Regions from separate parts of the Mus musculus genome. Here region 2 is linked to region 1. The links are chromatin contacts, called in public Micro-C maps. All regions are on one chromosome and are shown on one strand. The core of a region is the stretch at or near the end of the contact, and the rest is flanking DNA. Distances in the headings are between cores, read along the strand shown.

Evidence for each region. A called contact is a pair of places that touch in the nucleus more often than the background predicts.
Region 2: a Micro-C map of muscle stem cells shows a contact between it and region 1, with 6 times the contacts expected there. The contact joins two enhancer-like sites. A contact is called at or near these places in 3 of 484 Hi-C or Micro-C datasets (cortical neurons, muscle stem cells and myocytes) and 2 of 115 datasets of contacts at active chromatin or transcription factors (embryonic stem cells and fibro-adipogenic progenitors).

The regions. Positions count from the first base shown.
Region 1 is chr1:126,658,949-126,662,254 of GRCm38.p6, reverse strand. The region is part of intron 2 of Nckap5 (NCK-associated protein 5); the gene reads left to right. Among named protein-coding and RNA genes, the nearest start is that of Nckap5, 170 kb to the left of the region's middle. Within about 2 kb of position 1,559, at least 33 of the 459 cell types and tissues checked have an H3K27ac peak or open chromatin away from gene starts, as enhancers often do. A contact at or near this core is called in muscle stem cells and myocytes, where this site is marked.
Region 2 is chr1:126,815,769-126,818,860 of GRCm38.p6, reverse strand. The region is part of intron 1 of Nckap5 (NCK-associated protein 5); the gene reads left to right. Among named protein-coding and RNA genes, the nearest start is that of Nckap5, 13 kb to the left of the region's middle. Within about 2 kb of position 1,305, at least 154 of the 459 cell types and tissues checked have an H3K27ac peak or open chromatin away from gene starts, as enhancers often do. A contact at or near this core is called in muscle stem cells and myocytes, where this site is marked.

The sequences.
Region 1 (3,306 bases), core at 310-2,809:
TAGTCTGTTCATGTATTTATTTGTTCATGCAGTACAGTGTGTCTGACTTCACTAACTGAGCTCTTTGCCTGCCTGCACCTTGCCTCTGAGAAGTGGATCATATGGCTTCCTGGCACCTTCTTGTTGTAAGAAATATTAAAAAGAATGGCGAGTTTCCAAGGTGCACCCAGCTGCTCTCAGCTTTGGCAGTCTTGCCAGCCATTTCTTATCTTGTGGAGACTCTTTGACTCAGAGCTCCAAAATCTCTCCACCCAGGTCACGAAGTTCTCACTGTCCTGTTGCTACCATGTCAGTCATATGCTTCAAAACCCCAATGGCCTTTTTGGTGCACATCACCACTGCTTGAACGAAAATGCCAAACAAACTTAGTTCAGAAACAATGGTAGCTCAATCCCTGGGTGCAACAACTAGAATCCGAATCTTGTGAGCCTTATTAAATCTAAATCCTCTGGCGGTGAATCCTGGCAGATCTGCCATATAAGCCAGGAGACACTAGTAGCTACATATTGCCCTCTCGCTATCCCCTCCAAAAGGCCCCTAACTCTCTCCTGCTTCCTCTCTTCCCCTGTCCAACCCAGAAGTCCCGCCTACTTGCCTAGTGATTGGTGGGTGAAGAGGGATCTATGAAGTTTGCTGTCATAGTGATAGGCTCAACTTCAAGCTGTTCCACTCCTTTCTCCAGGTGAATGGTCCTTAGGTGACTGCAGGGTAAATCTATGGTCCTCCCAACTGCCCACCGCCTGGACCCATGTTCTTTACACTGTCATGCAACAGAACTTTGTTAGAACAGAATTCTAGAGACTAGCTAGCCCATGTCCTCCATGGCCTCCCGGAGGAGGTTGTGACAAGGTTAAGTATGCTTAGGAAAACACGGCTAAGACATGGCTAGAGCCAGTGAAAGCCTTGTCTGTTAAGTCTAGTTTTGAATTATTAGTTAAGTCTGTTCCTTGACAGCTTCATACATGTAACAATGCATTCTGATTATTCTCCAGCCTCATCCTCCTATCTCCCTCCATTCCCTGGTGGCTTCCACCCTAGTCCCTTTCTCAGAATCATGACTTTGTTTTTGTTTTCTGACCCCTGTCATGTAAATAGGGTAATCTGTGTGACCACTGGATTGGTGCTGTCCTTTGGAGCCTGGTGAGGTCTATGGGAACCTTTGAGTTTTAAGATTGACCCATTTCTCAGTGACAGCCTTTTCAAATCCTGACCTTTTTTGCTGCCTTATTACTACAAATTCCTCATTGTTTAAAAATACCTCTTCTCTTCCCTTTCTGGTCCTCCTAAGGTTTTCCCGTCTTCCCTCTCACTGTGTCTCTGATGGCTTCCTGAGCTATTTCTGAAGGCACATGAGTGTTGAATAATGCCCATTTCTATAGCTATCTGGGGTTTGTATTTTCTTTGTGGACAGGCAGGGTTATGAAAGCAATGTGGGCTATGGACAGCTGCTACTGAGTCTGACAAACAGGAAAGTGCCCCCATGGCTATTTTTAAAGCATGCTTTCAAAGATGCAGGGCTGGGGCACTTGCCTTTCCCTCCTCCCCACTGGCTGTGTTTTCCAAGGCATAATTCACTAAAGTTGTTGTCATGGTTTCTTCAAGGGCTCAGCTCCCCAGAGGGTCCCAGCCAATGACAGCCCTTATGGAAAAAAAAAAAAAGGGTGGGAATACGGAATTGCCGGAAACACAGTGACCCATTGAGTGAACTGGTGTCCATCAGTGATTCTTATGAATGGATGACTAATTGTTTTTATGGGAACAGAAACAGTAAGGGACTTCTCATAATGCCCAAGCCTCTTGCATTACACCAGTATCTTGCCCTTTTCATAACTGCTGAGGGGAAATGACATTGTAAAAACTTCACTTCTCACCCCGTCAGGGAGTCGGCATTTCTGATCTGCCACTGAGCACAGCTCATCTGATGAAACCCAGTTCTATCATTGATATATGTGCCTCTGTGCAGTTGCTGGTGCACATATGTATGTGCATGTATGTGTGTGCATGTAGATGTTTGCGCATATGTGTGTGCATGAATGTAAAGGCCAGAGGTCAACCTTGCTCTCATTCCTTATTTGGCTTTTGTTTGTTTGTTGTGTTTTTTGTCTTGCCCTGGGACTTGCTGATAGGCTATGCTGGCTGGCGGGGGGCCCCAGGGATCCTCCTCTCAGCCTCCTCAAGGCTGGGGGTTCACATGCTCATCACTCCACTTGACATTTTTTCCCACGGGTTCTGGGGATTGAACTCAGATCCTTGTTCTTGCAAGATAGGCATTCTACCCAGTGAACTGTCATGTAAGCTCTCTTTAGGTTTGTAGCCCTGACCCTTTTGTGTCTTCTGAACGAGTCATACTGTGTGTTGAAGAACATTTTTACTTTAAACTGCAGGGAACCTTTGGAGAGAGTGTCAAAGGCATCTCTCCGGAGGTGGAATGGAGGTTTACCGCCTCTGCAGGACGGGCTTCCCAGCATTGAGTTTTGACATTTCCTCTCCAAGAAATAAAAATGATGATGGTGATATTGTTGACTGGAAGAATAATAATAAAAGATTCAAGTGAAATTTGGCAAAGGGTTGAACTGTCTTACCCAACAGCATAGAAAACAGGTATCCACTATATGAATATATCTTTGTATTTCTGAATTTGTGCCACTGGTGATGCATTTCTCTGAAAAAGGCCTGTGACTTTCATACAATAGAGACACTGACCGTGGCTCACTCTCTTCTGTATGCTCTATTCTTTGTGGACATCCTCACTACGGTGCTTATATCACTGAAAAAAATCAGCCTTTTTAGTAAAGATGCAAACCTATGGGATGAACATGACTGTATGGGCACATACGTACCTGCATGATAGAGAGGGATTCACTCAGAGCCTTTAGCCTGAGATAGACACATGATCTTATACTTTATCCGACCTGTCTTGGAGCTATTGGGTGTGTCGTATACAACAAATGACCTACGGACATCCTAGAAAGCTTGTCAGTCTGTCTGTCCGTCTGTCTTTCTCTTCTCTTCTGTCTCTCTGTCTCTCTCTCTGTCTTTCTCTCTCTCTCTCATCTCTGTCTCTCCCTCCATGTTTCTCTGTTTTTCTCTTTCTCTCTCATTTGTGTTTTTGTGTGTGTGTGTATGTAATGTGCTTGTATTCGTGTGTGTTTACATGTGTGAACGCAGGTGCCTATATGTATACATGTACATGTGTGTACATGCCCACATATGTCACAGCACTTGAGTGGAGGTCAGTGGATCGCATACAGACGTCAGTGCCGTCCTCCCACTATGTGGCTTCCAGAGATTAAGCTTAGATCACTA
Region 2 (3,092 bases), core at 56-2,555, 160 kb before region 1:
GTACGCACACTAAATTCACAACAGAAATGAAATTCAGACAAGAAGCTGGTAGGAAGGTTGGGAGGGCAAGGCCATCCTTCTCATCTCAAGTCACCATGACTGAGGCTGTGAGCTGCCTGTCATATACAGGTTACGGGAAAACAAACACACGCCCAAACAGCACTTCTTTTTTTTGAGAACTTTACACTCTATTTTAAATATACCCTTTGTGAAGACCAACCTATGCCAGAGACTAAGCATGGGTCTTGTTGTGACGGTTGCTGTATTATGGCAGAAACCGTGGAGTCTCCTGGCAATGGCCTATCTTTGAAACTCAATATTTACTACTAAGTGGTCCTTCCAGGGATGGGAGAATGAGCAACTTCTGGGAGAAGCAGATCTAGTCTCTGAAGCAGTGTGGATAGCTTCTGTCTTTGAGTAAAGGTGTAGAGAGCCCAGGGCATGCTAGCCACTGCAGAGTTCTGCTGTAGATACCAAGTGTGACTCTTTCTGTTCCCAGGTCTCTAGGTGGATGAGTTCAGATTCACAAATAGAAGTGTATGGCTAAGCCTGAGGGATGGGCCGTGTGCCCTGCCATACCCATTGAGGAATCCCTACAAAGATCAGGGTAGGTGGATGATGGTGGTGCCTATTTCCAGCCAGCAAGCTCACCACACACTCTGCTATTCCAATTGCTTGCTTTGTCTTCGTGACTCAGAGCCAAATTGGCTTCATCTGATCTTTTGTGTTCTTAATATTCAACATGCCCTGTCTCCTGGGATTATAGTCTCCAGTTTTCAGAAACCATGGTTTATATGCAGCTACTTCGCAGCTTCTGATGAACCTTAAATATGGGTTTACAGCATGTGTTTTTAAATTGCACATGATTGCCTGAGGTGCCCCAGGGATGGCTATCAGTTCTGCACTTCCCACGTGTGGGTTCTGCACTGCTGGTTTCAAACCTTAAGTGCGGTTTCCCTTCTCACGGGCTGGGGATGTCCCAGAAGGGGCGGGGCTTGCTCTCTTTGCCTTTAAGCTGACTCAGATGAAGGGTGGGGTAGGTGGAGCTCAATGGACTCCGTTATGCCAGGCGCAGCCTGGCCTGGTCATGTCATTAGCCTTGCCCCAACACATCTGTCAACACTGCCTTTGTCTGGAGCCTCCCAGCTGCTTAAATTAGTTTTTCTTAGAGCTCGTCTTATCCATCAAGATCCCATGGAGTTTTGGGTTCTTTCCCTTGTTTATCACCAGAGGCCAGAACCGGTTGTCTTTTCTGAGTTACTAACCTCCAGAGGGATGGATGGAATCTCCCAAATAGTTGAGCTCTGACTCAGTGCTGTGTGCTCCTTCAGCCAGCTCCCTCCCACTTTCCCTGGCTTACAGAGCACCCAGGTTGCTGTACACAGCAAAAGTCTCACTGCACTGCCCATTTGGGGGCAGAGAATAGGGTTCTGGATTTCATACAAACAGAAAAAGGGAAGCAAAACTGTCTAGAGGAACGAAAGCGACTAAGGGACAGAGGATAGGCAAAATGTATAACATATATGAAAAAGCTCTTTCTTTAGCATGCTGCCATATACCATCGATTGGTGTATATAATTAAAACACACAGAAAGAGACAGAGAGAGCATCAGTTTGTTGAGCCCTGCCTTTGGTTCTCATGTGTGGATCCACTGGCTGTAATATGTCTTGAGGTTTCTGACTATGTGGGTTTCCATCATTTGTATTTGAAAAGTACATGCTATTTCCCTAAGGGGCTGGAGGAGAGATGGCTCTAGTTGGTGCAAGTGAAGGAGCACGCTTACCGTATTGCTAACTGTTTGCAATGGTGGGAGGCTATGGGGCTTTGCTCAGTATCTTTCACTGAATGAAAAAATCCACTATGTTTCCTCTCGATTTCTTATTTGTTTTTGTTTTGTACATGTGTGTCTGAGTGTGTATATGTGCACCACATGTTGGCAGGTTCCTATAGGATCCACAAGAGAGTCAAATCCCCTGGAACTGGAGTTACAGGTGGTTGTGAGCTGCCGAGTGTGGATTCTAGGAACTGAAGAAAGGTTCTGTGGAAGACTAGTAGGCTTTCTTAACCACTGAGCCATCATGCCAGCCACAGATAATCAACATGACATGTTAGGTTAAGAGTTTGCTTTGATTATCAGTTTGACATGATCTAGAATCACTTAATAGGCTAACCTCTGGGTGTGTCTATGTGAGGAAGTTTCTGCATCGGCTAAGTGAGTTGAATGAAAAGATCCACCTTCAATAGGGGCAGGACCATCCCATGGGCTGAGATCCTGAAGTAGATGAGACAGAGAGTGAGCTGAGCACAGCATTCATTTCTTGCTGCTTCCTGACAGCCAGAGCAACATGACTGGCTGTCTCATACTCCATGTAAGAGACTCTTACCTCAATCTGTGAGCCAGGGGGTGGGGCGGGGTGGGGGCATCTTCCCTACGTTGTTTTTGTCAGGTATTGTCGTCATAACAACGACAAAAAATAACTAATGCAGTTAATGGCTGGCCAATGTGTGTCACCATCCACCTCCTCCCACTCCCCAATAGCATACATACAACCCTGGGGCAACAACCTTGCTGCTACTTATTGTAGGTCATAGAGGGAGAAGGGGGATGGCAAGGGCCACAATGCCTTGCGTTGTGCCATGTCTAGGCAAACAGAGTTGCTTTGTGATGGTGAAGGTGGCGATGGGAGAAGCGGGTGGGGGAAGCATCTTTCTTAGGATCCTAATCCAAGGAAGGATATCTCTAATTGTGAAGTTTTCAATACAATTCTTTTCTTTAAGAGTCCAGCTGACAGTGGGACTCCTATACTCGGTACATTGTTGGTTAATAATAAGCCTTTGCTCCATTAAGACAAGGGTCTATACATGTTATCTCTGCCTGAAAGAGGAAACTCTGACATAGGAGTGTGTCCAAAGAGAGAACTGTGCGACTTTATGGGTTGTTTGTTTTTAAATGATATTTTAGGGCTTGGTAGTTTTCTCTCTCCAGCACACTAGGAAAGTCTCCTCCTTTTCATTTTGTAGTCTTGCTGCATGAGACTTTTGTTTTGTTTGAGGCAGGGTCTCATATACCTAGGCTGGTCTCAAAGTCACT